2 separate regions of the Muntiacus reevesi genome follow, and region 2 is linked to region 1. Evidence: chromatin contacts called from public Hi-C data. All regions are on one chromosome and are shown on one strand. The core of a region is the stretch at or near the end of the contact, and the rest is flanking DNA. Distances in the headings are between cores, read along the strand shown.

Region 1 (7,842 bases), core at 3,389-5,888:
TTTCATATTCAGTGCTCCCATTTCATTTAATTTTCCAATTTCTCCATCTTTTTTTGTTCTTTCTCAAGCCTTTATCAAGTGTAGTAGAAAAGCTTTTATATACAAATATATGAACATTAGGTATAATACTTTTAGAAAACATGAATTTTGCCTAACTAAAAAATGTATGACAGTTTGATTCCACTTGCTTGACTTCGTATGAACAAAACGTTAGATTTCTAATTTAAAAAAAATAGATATGCAACAAGCAACAAAGGTTTACAGTACAGCACAGAGAATGATGCTCAATACCTTGTAATAACCTGCAATGGAAAATAACTCGAAAAGTAACACAGGTGTGTATGTATAACTGAGCCACCTTCCTGTGCACCCGAAACATTCACTGTAAGTCAACTCACTTCAATAAAATATATAAAGGAAAAACCTCTATTCATCAAAAGACACCATTATGAGAGTAAAAAGACAAGATGAAACCTGGCAGAAGCTATTTGCAAGATGTATATCTGACAAAAGACTCATATCCAGAATACACAGTGAAATCCTATAAACAGGTGTCCCTGGTGGCTCAGATGGTAAAGAATGCTCCTGCAGTGCAGGAGACCCCAGGTTTGATCCCAGGGTCGGGAAGACCCCCTGGAGAAGGGAATGGCAACCCACTCCACTATTCTTGCCTGGAGAATCCCATGGACGGAGGAGCCTGGCGGGCTACTGCTAAGGGGTCACAAAGAGTCGGACACAACTGGGCAACTAACACTTCCACTTCAGTAAAAGAAAGACGGAGCCTTAAAAAAAGGCAAAAGCCCAGAAGGGAAACTTCACAAACGAAAACACGCAAATATCCAGTAACCACAAGAAAAAGCTCTATCATTAGAAATTAGGAAAATACAAATTAAAACCATAATGAAATACCACCACTCCCACCAGAATACTCAAAATGAAAAAGACTGACAATACCAAATGAAGATGTGGTATTGAGGCTGTCATATATTGCTGGTAAGATTCTAAATTGATATAACCACTGTTTGGTAATGCCTCAGTTCAGTTCAGTCACTCAGTCATGTCCGACTCTTCGCGACCCCATGAACCGCAGCACACCAGGCCTCCCTGTCCATCACCAACTCCCGGAGTTTACCCAAACTCATGTCCATTGAGTCAGTGATGCCATCCAATCATCTCATCCTCTGTCGTCCCCTTCTGCTCCTGCCCTCAATCTTTCCCAGCATCAGGGTCTTTTCCAAGGAGTCAGTTCTTCGAATCAGGTGGCCAAAGTATTGGAGTTTCAGCTTCAGTCCTTCCAATGAACACCCAGGACTGATCTCCTTCAGGATGGACTGGTTGGATCTCCTTGCAGTCCAAGGGGCTCTCAAGAGTCTTCTCCAACACCACAGTTCAAAAGCATCAATTCTTCAGTGCTCAGCTTTCTTTATAGTCCAACTCTCACATCCATACATGACCACTGGAAAAATCATAGCCTTGACTAGACAGACCTTTGTTGCCAAAGTAATGTCTCTACTTTTTAATATGCTGTCTAGGTTGGTCATAGCTGTTCTTCCAAGGAGTAAGCGTCTTTTTATTTCATGGCTGCAATCACCATCAGAAGTGATTTTGGAGTCCAAAAAAATAAAGTCAGTCACTGTTTCCACTCTTTCCCCATCTATCTGCCATGAAGGGATGGGACCGGATGCCATGATCTTAGTTTTCTGAATGTTGAGCTTTAAGCCAACTTTTTCACTCTCCTCTTTCACTTTCATCAAGAGGCTCTTTAGTTCTTCTTCACTTTTCGCCATAAGGGTGGTGTCATCTGCATATCTGAGGTTATTGATATTTCTCCCACAATCTTGATTCCAGCTTGTGCTTCCTCCAGCCCAGCGTTTCTCATGATGTATTCTGCGTATACTAAAGCTAAATACACATTCCCCCTAGGAGCCAGGGTTACATTTCTAGGTATATACACAATAGAAATGTGTGCATATGTCCACCATAAAACATATATCAAAATGCTCACAAATGTTTTCCTTTTAATAGCTCCAAACTGGAAACAACCCAAATTTCCATCAAAAGGGAAATGGAAAAACTACAATGTAAAAACATAAAAGAGTACTATAGAACATATAAATGATATAAATTATATGATATAAATCATATAAATGAACAGATTACCAATACATGCAACAACAGGGATGAATCTCTCAGGTATTACTTTGACCAAAAGAAGTCAGATACTGTATGATTCCATTCATATAATGTTCAAAAACAGATGGTACTAATCAAATCCTCAGAAGAGTAGTTACTTCTGAGGGTGAGTAACTGATCAGGAAGTGACAGTAGGGAAACTTCTAAGGTTCTGGAAGTGTCAGTACAGTATATTGATGCTGTGTATTAGACATGAGCACTCACACAGGTAAAATTCAGATAAGTGCACTTTACATTAAAGTATGTTATAACTAATTCTTTAAGACATAGAGGTATTATTCTGCTTAAATCACTCCCCTTCCCTGGCCTCAATTTCTTTTTCTATTATATAAAGGGATTAGAGTATAATAAGCCTGTTTCTACAGTTAACAGCAATTTTCATATTTTACTATACTGCCCGTTCATCTCCTTATATCCCTGCATTAGCCTGAGCGCTTTTATCTCTGTAATTCTGAAAAATAGTTTAGCATTCCATGAATACTTACTGACTGGATAGAAAATGTACCAGAATATGATTTTGATTTCATGAATGTCATAAGAAGAAGGGAAGCTGTGGTTATTAAGACTATAATTAGAGCAGGATCCTGAACAATGCTGCTGCTGCTAAGTCACATCAGTCGTGTCCAACTCTGTGCGACCCCACAGACGGCAGCCCACCAGGCTCCCGTCCCTGGGACAACGCTAAATCAGGCCAAAACCCAAGCCCCATTTCTCTCCACGGCTGTGCCTTGCATTTCCCCAGGCCCGTAGCACTACTCTTAGCAACACATTCTAAGCAAGTTCTTCTCAGTCTTTTCCAAGGCATGTCATAGCACACAGAGAATATGAAAACTATACATATGGAAATAAAAGTATTACAAAGAACAAAAATCTCAGCACCTAACTAACTCGAAGCACAGGTTGTCTATAATGCAACAACACAGTTCAGTTCTTTGGTAAATGCCCAAGAAATCTTACAAGATATTCATGCTGCCTTGCTTTCCATTATCAGACATTTAATACCACTTTATGCTCTACTTTGCACCCCTGTCCCATAGCCATTTTACACATTTAGAAATCTTTATGGAATCATGAATTGAATTAATCCATGCAGATGAAGAACATTTTGTCCTGACCCTAGAATGCTTAAAAGTGGCCAAAATGTGCAGATTCCGTGTCAGTATGAATGAATACAGACATGCAGCCAGCTCTTTTCACTCTTCCTTTCTTCTGGCTGATGAGAAGGGGTAGCAGATCACACAGTTCTGACTGAGCTCAACTGCTCAGGTAGGTTTGGACACAGGTTTAGGAAAACAGGTGCTTCACATTATAGAGGCAATCCTGAAGAACCACATGTCACCCAAACTGTACTTCTCTGGGGAAAATGACTGGTTGACCCCCACTGGAGAATTACATGATAGGCAAAGAGACAGGTAGCCAAGTGCTGCTCTAAGAAAAGGGAAAGATGAAATCCAAGCAAGAATAACAGCCCTTCATCCTAAGAGTGAGAGAAATGCCTAGTATAGCAGAGGCAACTAGTGAGCAAGGAAGGGCCCTGAATCCAGCGTCAGACGACCTGAGCTCTAGTCCTGATTAGCCTTTGCACTTACTGGGATGAACCTGAGCAAACCCCCTTTCCTTTCCTGATCCTCAGTTATCATCTCAGTATAACACGGATACCAAGCCCTGCCCTAAAGAACTCAAGGTTAGCTGTTTGAATCACATGAGCCAATCTGAAAAACGTGAAGCGCAAAGGTGCACTCTGCTACCCCCAGGAAGGCAGGAGCTAGGGCCTGTCTGCTCCCAGCGCGTAGCAAGCACTGCGTACCAGCCCGTGTTACACGGATGCATGAGCTGGCGCAGGGCTCCTACTCACAGGAGCTGTAAGGTCTAAGCTTTACACAAAGACCACCCCTGGGGCCCGCGGACACTGCAGGAAGAGAGCAGCGAGGGGGAGCTGAGACCCTGGCTGGCACCTCCAGACGGCGAGGGAGGCTGCATCCCCAGACTAAGGGCGGCGGCTGGGCCGCCCAAGGCAGGGAGGAAAGGCCAGCGCTGGGAGTCGGGGTCGCCCTGTGGCCCGGACGGCCCGCAGTGCCAGTCCCCGACGGGCGCACTCCCTGCCCCCTCCGCCCGCCCCGCCCCGGGGCTGGCACGCGTCTGCGCGCAGACGCGAGAGCGGGGCGCCCCGTCCAGGACGCGGCCCGGCCCCCAGCAGAGGAGAGGCAGGCGCCGCCAAGGCCCGGCTACCTCCAGCGGCCGCAGCGGCCGGCGCCGGGTACGGCCGGGCCGCCAGCCGGGCCTGGCGCAGCATCAGCGCCCGCTGCCGCTTCCGCTCGATGCTCGCCCGCACTGAGGCGGACAGCTCCGCTGGCGGTTCTGAAGCCGCCGGCCCCGACGAAGCCGCCCCGGCGGCGGCCATCTCCAACCTGCCCGCGGTCGGCGGCTCTAGCTCCGCGCACGCGCGCTGGTGGCCCCGCGGGAGTCGCCGGCACCGCCCCCTAGAGGGCGCGCCTGCGCAGTCCCAGAAGGAAGTGGGGGAGGAGAGGCGGAGCGTGAGGTCTGCGCACGCGTCGGCGCCGAGGCTTCCTGCCGGTTCCTGAGCCAGCGCGAGAGCCAGCGCGGAGATCAGCGATCAGCATCTGGTCATCCCTGAAACAACAGTTTCGCTTGGTAGTTCAGAGTATGGGCTTTGGACTCAGTCCAGTCGCTCAGTCGTGTCCGGCTCTCTGTGACCCCATGGACTGCAGCACCCCAGGCCTCCCTGTCCATCACCAACTCCCGGAGCTTGCTCACACTCACATCCATCGGGTCGGTGATGCCATCCAGCCATCTCATCCTCTGTCGTTCCCTTCTCCTGCCTTCAAAATTTCCCAGCATCAGGGCTTTTTCCGATGAGTCGGTTCTTCGCATCAGGTCGCCAAACTTTGGAGTTTCCGCTTCAACATCAGTCCTTCCAATGATATTCAGGACCAATTTTTCCTTCAGGATCGACTTCTTTGATCTCCTTGCAGTCCAAGGGACTCTCAGGAGCCTTCTCCAACACCACAGGTCAAAAGCATCAATTCTTCAGCACTCAGCCTTCTTTATAGTCCAACTCTCATATCCATACATAACTACTGGAAAAACCTTAGCTTTGACTAGACAGACTTTGTTGGCAAAATAATGTCTCTGCTTTTTAATATGCTAGGTTGGTCATAGCTTTTTTTCCAAGCAGCAAGAGTCTTTTGATTTCATGGCTGCAGTCGCCATTTGCAGTGATTTTGGAGCCCAAGAAAATAAAGTCTCTCACTGTTTCCATTGCTTCCCCATCTATTTGCCATGACGTGATGGGACCAGGTGCCATGATCTTAGTTTTCTGAATGTTGAGTTTTAAGCAAGCTTTCTCACTCTCCTCTTTCACTTTCATCAAGAGGTTCTTTAGTTCCTTTTCACTTTCTGCCATAAGGGTGGTATCATCTGTGTATCGGAGGTTATTGATATTAATCCCTGCAATCTTGATTCCAGCCTGTGCTTCATCAAGCCCAGCATTTTGCATGATGCAATCTGCATATAAGTTATATAAGCAGGGTGACAGTATACAGCCTTGACCTACTCCTTTCCCAATTTGGAACCAGTTGATTGTTCCATGTCCGGTTCTAACTATGGCTTCTTGACCTGCATATAGATTTCTCAGGAGGCAGGTCAGGTGGTCTGGTGTTCCCATCTCTTAAAGAATGTTCCACAGTTTGTTGTGATCCACACAAAGACTTTAGCATAGTCAATAAAATAGAAGTAGGTGTTTTTCTGGAACTCTCTTGCTTTTCCTATGATCCAATGGATGTTGGCAATTTGATCTCTGCTTCCTCTGCCTTTTCTAAATCCAGTTTGAACATTTGGAAGTTCTCGGTTCACAGGCTTGGAGAATTTTGAGCATTATTTTGCTAGCATGTGAGATGAGTGCAATTTTGCCGTAGTTCGAACATTCTTTGGCATTGCCTTTCTTTGGAACTGGAGTCAGACTTGGGTTAAACCCTATCCCTGACACTTGCCATCTGCATGACTTCAGAAAGTCATGAATTAACCTGAATTCAGTTTCTCCAGTAGTAAAATGAGGATAATTATGGAACCACTTCCATGGTTGTTAGGAGGATTAGATGCAGCCTTTTAGCACAATGCCTGGCACACAGAAAGATTCCAAAAATGATGGCAGCTAGTAGTTACAGTAGTGCCAATTCAAGAGAGATCAATAGATGATTGGTCTGAATATACTGAATGCCTGGCCTAGGGGGACAGGATCTTTTTAGATTTTGGTTTAAACAGCAAAGAACACCCAGGTTTTCACTTGCTGTGTGACATCATACAGATGTAGCACCAGGTACCCAAGGCTGGTAAGCAAGAGCTCGGCTATCTTTTCCTAGAATATTTCTTCAGTGTGGATGAGTCGCCACCAAGTAGGGAGTGGGTTTGGAATTTGAGCCAAATCCTAACTTCCCAAATGTGTGGCAAATTTAACAAATGAAACATTGCATGATTTTCTTAAAATGTATGCTTTTTCTTTATTACAAATAAAACTTAACTAAAGCCAGCAAACATTAAGTTCTAATTACTACATATACCATTTGGAACTAGGTTTTAGAGCAAGCTGGCACACTGCAGTTTCCCTCAATAGTTAATGATTAAAGTTTGAGAAACATTAAGTTAGTGGTTCTATCAGTTATACATATATTCGAACTGAAAGACCTTATATAAAGCATACAAATGCTGAGATTTTCTGGTTGAACTGGAGACAGAAACCTCAAGCCATCACTACTGCCTTTCTCCTCAGATTGCTCCCTATCCATGGATCTTGTCCAGGTGATAAAATCTCAAATTCTATTTGACACCAAAAGCATGAGCAGCAAAAGAAAAATCAGTTAAATTTAACTTCATCAAAATTAAGAATTTTTGTTCATCAGAGGACACCCTCAAGAAAGTGAAAAGACAACTCACAGAATGGGAGAAGATATTTGGAAATCATATACAGGTTCCCATGTCCCCTATCCAAAAGTAGACCATTGCTAAGAAATCTTTTGTAAACCAAAATGCCACAAAGCAAAGAAGCAATTAGCTTAGAACACATCTTGCTAATGAATGTGTATGCACAAAATAAGTGAAGATAAAGCACAGATGCTCAGAGACAGTTCACAGCTATGGTGACTGGAGGCCAAGGTGCTGAGGGTAGATCCAGGGGAAGGAGGTTCTTGGTGTCACTCTCTCAGAGTGAGCCGCCTCTGTCACGGCTCGTTGCCAAACAAATGTGACGCATGTAGAGGACAAAGGTGTGGATACCAAGGGGGGAACGGGAGGGATGAATTGGGAGATTGCTTTTGACAAATACAGACTGCGGTGTATAAAACAGAGAACTTATGATAAGTACAGGGAACTCTACTCAATGCCTGCTGGGACCTAAATGGGAAGGAACTCCAAAAAAGATGGGATGTCTGTATATGTATAGCTGATTCACTTTGCAGAAACTAACAATGTAAAGCAATTATACTCAAATACAAATTAATTTTTTTAATGCAAAAATGGTTACTAGTGAAGGTCTTTCATAAGTGCAAAATGACATAAAGCAAACTTGAAAAGCAAGAGACATACCTGTATCTAAAAAGGGAATTCTTACAACTAAGTAACAAAAAGACAATGGTT
Region 2 (7,842 bases), core at 3,768-6,267, 430 kb after region 1:
GTCTTTCTGGGGATGGGATGCTGCTATGGGGTGAGAAAGGCTTCCGAGGAGAAGCCTTACCCCCCCACCCCATCCCCCAACCCCGGTCCCCCGCAGGAGACTGGCGCCTGGTCATTAAGGCAAACCACTCTCCTCCCCCCACGCCCACTGCAGGGGCAGGCCCAAAGAGGCCCACCGAGTGTGCTGGACCAAAGGCATTCTTCTGCTAACCTGGTTCTTGGGACACTCGGGAGCCCTGTCAACGGAAGGCTTCCTTGGAACTTCTAGTCTGAGGGTGATCTGGCAACTGTGTCATTCAGCCACAGGTTCTGGCCTGGTCTGGGCTGTTGGCGCTCCCGGAGATGGGAGTGGAGGGTGAGAAGTGCAGAAGCAGGAGGTGACTGTAGAGTGGCCAGAGAGCGTCAGCGGGGATGCGTCACGGGGACAGCAGCAGGTGGGGACGCCGCCGGTGCTGCTGAAGAGCACAGCCCAAGGTGGGCATCGGGCGCACAGGCAGAGGCGAGGCCGGGAGGACAAGGCCCGAATCTGTGCTAAACGGCTGGGCCGGGACACGGAGGGCGGCCGTGGAAGGGGCGGGGCTCAGGCTCTCATCTGAGAAAGCTCGCTCGGGCGGCAGTGAAGAGGTCGGGTCTGCGGTGGCAGGCTGGGACGTGCGGACGCCGGAGAGGAGGCTGCTGTGGTTGCCCAGCTAAGAGTGGAGCCCTGACCCAAGGCAAGAGCCGTGAGGGCCTGGATCTGACGTGCAGGCCAGAGAGCAGACACTGCCGGCCCAGGGGACGGGCTGGACTGACCTGAGATTCAGGAAGGGGCAACTGTAAATGAAGTAAATGAAGGGGCAAATGGTAAATGAAGGCCATTTGCTGAGGGAAGGAAAAGTGGGGAGAAGGATAAAGGCAGATGAGCTCGGTCTGTAATGCATCTGGGTACCAGGGTCTAGGAGGCAGCTGGCCACAGGTCCCGCCCTTGCCCACGGGGGTCCCTGTCAACTGACGGTGAAGCACGACAGACACGCTCCAGCCCTGTGGGTGGTTTTCTGTCTCAGTTCTAAAGCCTGCCAGTCACAGTCCCGGCTGCAGTATGGGGGTAGGAGGGCATGAGCTCCAGGACTCCTCCATGCTGAGATGTTTCAGGATTTGGGTTCTTATGGGTCACCTGGGGTGATGGTTCTGCTCTACAGAAACACGGGATTTGGTCACGGATCTACTCGACTCACAGCACAAAAGCATTTATGTCAGAAGCGACAATAGCTGCATTTTCTCATTAACCTTCCTCACAGGTTGTGAAATTTCTTGAGATCTTCACATAATTGCCATCATCATAATATTAGCTGATGCTTACTAAGCTCTGACAATGATCAGGCATCATTCCAACCACTTAAGCCGCGTGGATTCATGTAATCTTTATAATAACCCTAAGAAGTAGGTATAGTTTATTAACCTCATTTTACAGGGAAGGAAATTGAAGCTCAGAAAGGTTAAGCAACTTGCCTAAGACTGCACAGGATGAGGATCTAAAGTCAGCCGGCATGGCCTCAGAGCCTGTGTTCTTGCCATGGATGCCATACTGTCGCCCTAGCTGATCCCGAGTCACGTCCCTGGCTCTCTGCTTCTTTAGCAGAGGACTCCTCCCATTCACTCCCAACAGGTGGGTAGAGGCTTGGTCACCAAAAGCCCTGGGTGTGTGGGCAGAAGGCAAGCCCGCTGGGTACCTGGCTCAGGGCGCAGGGCAGGCCCATTCCCAGGCAGAGCAGCGTCGGGGGCCGCAGGAGGTGCAGGCAGGCTGTTGTGGAACTCCCAGCGCTTCATCTGCAGTTGCTGCAGCCAGTACAGCATCACTTGCTTGGTGGCAGCCTGGGAAGCACAAGGGTTAGTTGGCAAAGGCCCACATGGGGGGACCAGGTGTGGGATGTGAGAAGATTAGGGGAAGCTTGGTAACTCTCCCCTTCCTGAGAAAGCAAAAACCAAACCAAACAGTGCCACTGTGGATGGGTGCCCATCTTTGCAACACCACATGTTCCTTGGGCACAGGGGACAACCAGGCTCTGAGCTTCTACTCAGAGATGTCTTAACCTTTTTGGGCCTCAGTTTTTTCATCTGTACTGCAGTGATGATAACACTCACTCCATAAGGTGGTTAGGAGAGTGAAATGAGGGAAGGAAAGTGTCCAGCAGAGCTCCTGACATGCAGCAGGTGCTCAAAAAGTGCTCAGTGGATAAAAGGGTCTGGAGACATTGAGAGAGAGGGAGAGAGCTTTGAAATTCTGACTTGGCTGCGGCCTGGGTAGCCTTACTACCTTCTTGTGGGACATCACAGTGTCCTAGTCAGCTTTGTGGAATGAGGAGAATCCCTCCTTTTTGAGAATGATACAACTGGGACCTGGAAAGTCATACGCACACAACAACAGAGTGGCACCTCCAGCAGCCCCCACGAGGTGTGCCTGATGCTGGTCATCGGTCCCCCAGTACTGGACGGTCCGCACACCTACTCTCACCTCCATTACGTGGCCTGACCCTCCACTGGGGAAGCCGGGCAGGAGTGCTTGGCCCCTTCTATAGATGGAGAAACTAAGGCTCTGAGGTGGCCCAGGCAGGTGGTGGTAGAGCTGGTCCCAGAACCCGGGTCTCCCACTTCCAAGTCAGAGACCTGTTATAATATATGGCCAGGAGATTGTGACTTACGGAGAGAAGGCCGGGGATCAGATGGGCTGCAGACGCCGGGCAGCTCGCTAGGATTGGAAGGTGAGCCTCACAGAGATGACCACAGTCAAGGCCACGTGAGAACATGAGCAAGCAACCAGCGCAAGCCCTCTTCTCAAGAGGACCACTGGTGAGGTGTGCAGAAGGTGGGGGCTCCATGAAAGGGGCCCTCAGCCTGCCATGGAGGGATCAAATCAGGTGAAATGCTGCCACCATTCTTTTTCTATATATCAATGCTTTCCCTGAGAGACCTCAGCTTCTCCCAGGGCTTCACCATGACCTTGTGCTCACAGACTCCCACTCACATCCAAACATCCCATTTTATTAATTCTTCAGACATGTGTATATTGAGCATCTATGGTATGTGTCAGGGACTGTGGGAGGCAATGGAGACACGGTGAGCCCACACGGCCCCTGTCCTCTGGAAACTTAGGAATCTACCAAGGGCACACATGACTGTATGTCCTGCTGTTCCCTCCTCTGGGGTTCCCTCCCGTCAGTGACTGGGCCTCCTCTCCATATCCACAGCCACCTGCATGTGTCTCCTTCCCCAGTGCCACAGCTCAGCCACCCTTCTCTCCTGACAGACTACCCCCCCCCCCCCCCCCCCCCCACTGCAGCCTGCTCACAAGATTGGCCTGGACATTAAAGTGCAACTGAAAGCTCTGAGCTCTATCCAAGGGGCTCAGCAGAGTCCCCACGGGCGGGAAGGGGGGTGGAGGCGCAGGAAGACAGGGTGGGGGGGGAGGGACGCAGTCTCCGGGCACACTGCTCTCCGAGTGTAGATTCCAGAGCTCCGAGCCCACACCAGTCTTTCTCTCCAGCTAAGTTCTAGGCACTTTCACTCGACAAGTACTTTCTGACCTTGGTTCTGTCACTATGTTTGGTTATTCAGAAAATACGTATCAAGCACCCACTACGCGCCAGCAGGAGTCTAGGCTGAGATTAATTCAGCTGCCTGTCATGTGCCAGGTGCTTACATAACTTGTTTTAGTCTCACAAACTATCTAGGTACTGAGAGGTTAACTTGCCTTGAGTCACACAGTGAGTAGATGATGCAGACTTTGAATCCAAGCCTGTCTGATTTCAAAGCACGTGGCCTTTGCAATGCTTCAGGCTTTTCCAGTTAAATATGATAATAAAACAGAACTTACTGATGAGAAAACAGGTTTGGATATGCTTCAATGAACAACGTAGGTTGATCAGTGAAACCTAAGTATTTGTCTCCCAATCTCTGCCAACGTTTTCTCAGCATTCACTCCCCCTGGCTACAACATCGGGAAAAGTAATTCAGAATCCAGGCCTTGAAAGTTGATTGCAAAACTCATACCTTGACTATACTTCAGCCCTAAGTAAGAAAGTTATGGTGACTGCCTAGTTTTTTGTTGTTAAGCTGGTAAGTCTTGTCTGACTCTTGCAACCCAAAGGACTGTACCCTTAAAGTTTTGATAGGGTATGCAAAGCTATGAGATTCCAAGTGTGGGCTACACTAGTTTCCAGTGGTGTGACTCACACCAGGCCCTTTACCCCTTTATGACTCAGTTTTTTGATCCGTAATATACGTCCATCATCCCGGCCTTTACTGCAGGAACCTAATGAGGAGATAGGTGTGACTGCGCTTTGAAAACCACAAAGCCCTGGGCACTCGGGGCTCACTGAGGTGATCGGGGTCGGTGATTACGGCACGTTTATTGTGACCACCCACCTGTGCCTGGCGGTGCCCTGGGATCCCATCCCGGCCAAAAGGGCGAAAGAAGTGCTCCATTTACCTTCAAGGTAATTATCCGGCTGGGAGTCTTGATTTCAAAAGTGCCCTCCTCGGCGTCCGCCTTGCAGTCAAAGACCGCACTGGAGAGGTCGATGCTGTCCAACGGATTCGCATCCTGCGCGGTCCGCGAGTAATACAGGTGACATTTCCTCTCGTCGAAGAAGAACCAGCGGGACTTCCAGCCCCGGATGGGCCCCTTGCCACCAAACTTACTTAAATATCCACAGAGTTTTTTGGGGGCCGCCTCCAGGGACCGGGTGCAGCCCTCCGACTCCTCCGAAGGCGACACCTCGGGGACCCTGGCCGAGCCGGCAGGCTCTTCGGACCACGGGACGGAGGATCCAGACTCCGCGGGGCTCTCCTGCGCGCCCTCCATCTCTGAGGGACCGGAGGTGAGTGGCCCAACCCCAGTCAAATCTTCAAAACTCAGGTGGTAACCTTCCAAGAGGGAGTGATCCGACGGGGGCGCGGCCAGCGGTGACCCGCCTCCGGGAGACGGCGGAGGGACTCGGTTGGCGGCATCTGTGAGCCTCGCAGATCCAAAGCCCAGTAGGGGCGGGTGGCCACGCCCATGCGGGCCTCGCCCGCCAGGACACGCCCCGACGCGCCCCTTCCGGCCGCTCCCGTCCCGCCTACTTCAGGCTTTTCCTCGCTGCCTGTCCGCCATCTTTACTGGGGGCAGCTTCCGGCGTGAGGCGGTCCACAGGTTGGAGGCGTGGTGTCCCCGGATTAGTTCACCCGCGGCAGGGAAACGGAAAGAGACGCCGGTCCTCGAGGACACTGCTGTGGTAACTCGCGTCATGACGTGGAAGGGTGGGCCTTTCTCGCGCCTCGGGGGCCTCCCGCCTTTTCTCCTCAGGTGCCGCTCCGGTCAGCGTCGGACGGCGGACCGCGCGGCCATTGGCTGAGAGGGACGGCCTTCTCAGTGTCGCCACTTCCGGCCCCGCTCACGGCGCGTGGGGCTCGTGGGCTCTGCCAGGGTCTCGTTACCCGCGGCAGTTTATTCGCGGACCACCCCTGACCGCGGCGGCCTCTCCGCCCTCCGGCCCAGCCTCCTTCTCTGGCTGCCGGCGTTACGTGGGGCGCCTGGTCCGGCTGCTGCCCTGACGGGGGTCGGACTCCGCAAATTGCACACAGACAGATGTGTACCTAGGCCCTGACTGACTCGCTCAACCTCATGTCCCCTCCTACCACTTAACCTTGAGTTTTGCCGCCTCCCTCCGGTCCTAGGTGCGTCCCTCCTCGTCTGTCCACCTCTTCCGCGGCTTCCTGGTGCCCTGGCCCTTTCTCAGCTCCCCTCCCTCTAGCTGCTCTTTCTCTGCAGCCCTTCACAGAATTCTCATTTTTCCGGGTAAATTATGCCCAGAGACTGAGATTCTTTGCCAGTACAGTAATTTTTTTTTTTTTTTACATATGTTTACTGCAGAAATTATAATTTATAATAACAGTATTTCCCAAGTCACTAGTATACGGGATAATGTCTCTTAATAAGCTAATGAAGACGTAACATCCTCCGAACCGTAAGAGGGCCACAAGGTTAAAACTGTTTTGATAGATGATTTCTAAAACTGTTTTTCCTGTCTTCCCCTTGCATGGCTGGGAACTAAATTTGCATTCTTTGTTACTGATTAATGCTGGCGGGCCTTCTTGCTAGTTTTGTTGTCCCTCAACCCCAGTCTTAAGACTTTCCTTAAATACTCCTGGTTTCTCCCCAGAAGGCAGGCTGGTAATTGTCACGAAGTTAGTCTGCTACTGTGCTCATTTGCTGGCAAATCAATAAATTTCGCCTTCCTTTATCCTCAGAACCTTCTCATTATCCTCAGTCTGCATTGGGAAGGAGGACCGAATTTTCAATTACAAAATCAGTGTTATGTTAATTATACTGTTGTTCCAGCCAAAGGGGGGAAATGAAAGCAATAAAATCCAACTTTAGTTCAGGTGTACCTTTCTACCAGTTGGTTCCTGGTATAGCCAGTCCTTCCTTCAAGTTGGGTCCCATTACCGATGTTGGTAGAGGTTGCTCCAGAGGTTATTCCTCCAGGGACCCTTACACGGCTTGTGCCACTGCCTACAAGGACTGGCACTGCCAGGTTAGGACCAGGTCTCCCTTCTTTTCTGAGACTGCTGCACAGTTTAATGCTGCTGTTGACCAGGAGTAGCCTGACTGGGGCCGGAGCAAGTGTCTGCAGAGCTTCACCGAAATATTTGAATCAGCAAAGAGTAGCCTTGCCCAGACGGAACACCCTAGACTTGCTCATCAGACCTCTTGGTTTTTATCCTCTAACAGTCCATCATCTGATGGACACTGCTGTCTTTAGTATAATGATGTAATGGTCCTCTCCACTCTGGGTGTGAAAGTTCGGTAAGAAAGTCCTAATATCCTACTTCAAAACAGTTTTTTCAAAGCAAATTCAAACCACAGACAACTTTGTCCCCAACAGCTAGTTTTCCAAAGATGGATTTGAAATCATCATCAGTCAGTATCAGACACTGGTGCACTCTCAGTGGTGGTGACGAGAGGCAGTGGATGAAGGTGAGGGTTCTGTGGTCCCTTTCCAGCTTGGCAGTCTTGAGCGATTTGCTCATGCAAGGTCTCAGACTTCTCATCTGTAAACATGGGAGACAGATTTAGGTAAAGTTAATGAAACTTAAGCTCACCTTCAGGGACTACTCAATTTGTTATATTTATTTTTTTATTCTGAAAAAGCATCCATCTTTGTATCTAGCTTTGTGTTAATGTTTTTTTTTTCCCCTCAAGTTGTGCAGATTTGATAGGCTCATTTTCTTTTCTTGTTTTTAAAAAAATATTTGCTTATTTATTTGGCTGTGCCGGGTCTTAATTGCGACATGCGGGATCTTGAGTTGCGGCAAGCAGAATTTTTGGTTGTGGCATGTGGGATGTAGTTCCCTGACTAGGGATGGAACTCAGGCCCCCCACTGCATTGGCAGCATGAACCACCAGGGAAGTCCTGTGTATTATTCTTCAATACTGTATAAATTCCAGTTTCCATAAATCTGGATCCCATGATCAATATTGCGAGAGTTACTTTGCTTTTAAAGTAATTTGTGTGAAGCTGCAAGCACAGAGGGTGGGACACAGTAAATGTTAACTGTAATTAAAACTCAGTAAAGAAGACCTTGAGGCAAAAGGCAGTGAACCACAGACAGGATGGTAGATTATATAGTAGAATTCATACCATTTAAAACTTGGAAATACTACAATTACAATTGGAGATTGTAGCACACCACTTTTAGCGTTTGTGAGATTTGCTGGAAAACAGCCACAAAAAACAAAGATACAGAGATCAGAAGGCAATGATAAGGTTGAATCAGTTAAATAGGGATTTTTTATGTTATGCTCCATGTCAAAAAGACATTT

The links. Hi-C and Micro-C count contacts between places; a contact is called where the count stands out from the background.
Region 2: a Hi-C map of muscle shows a contact between it and region 1, with 6 times the contacts expected there. The contact joins the promoter of TBC1D2 here to the promoter of XPA in region 1. A contact is called at or near these places in 2 of 3 Hi-C or Micro-C datasets (blood and muscle).

What each region holds. Positions count from the first base shown.
Region 1 is chr17:58,683,091-58,690,932 of mMunRee1.1, forward strand. XPA (XPA, DNA damage recognition and repair factor) reads right to left here and starts at 4,639. Exons shown (of 6, transcript XM_065908090.1): 1 at 4,423-4,639. The coding sequence starts at 4,594.
Region 2 is chr17:59,116,508-59,124,349 of mMunRee1.1, forward strand. TBC1D2 (TBC1 domain family member 2) reads right to left here and starts at 5,018. Exons shown (of 11, transcript XM_065908012.1): 1 at 4,465-5,018; 2 at 1,709-1,850. The coding sequence starts at 4,839. It overlaps LOC136148458 (a long non-coding RNA gene), which reads left to right and starts at 4,745. Exons shown (of 7, transcript XR_010659501.1): 1 at 4,745-4,855.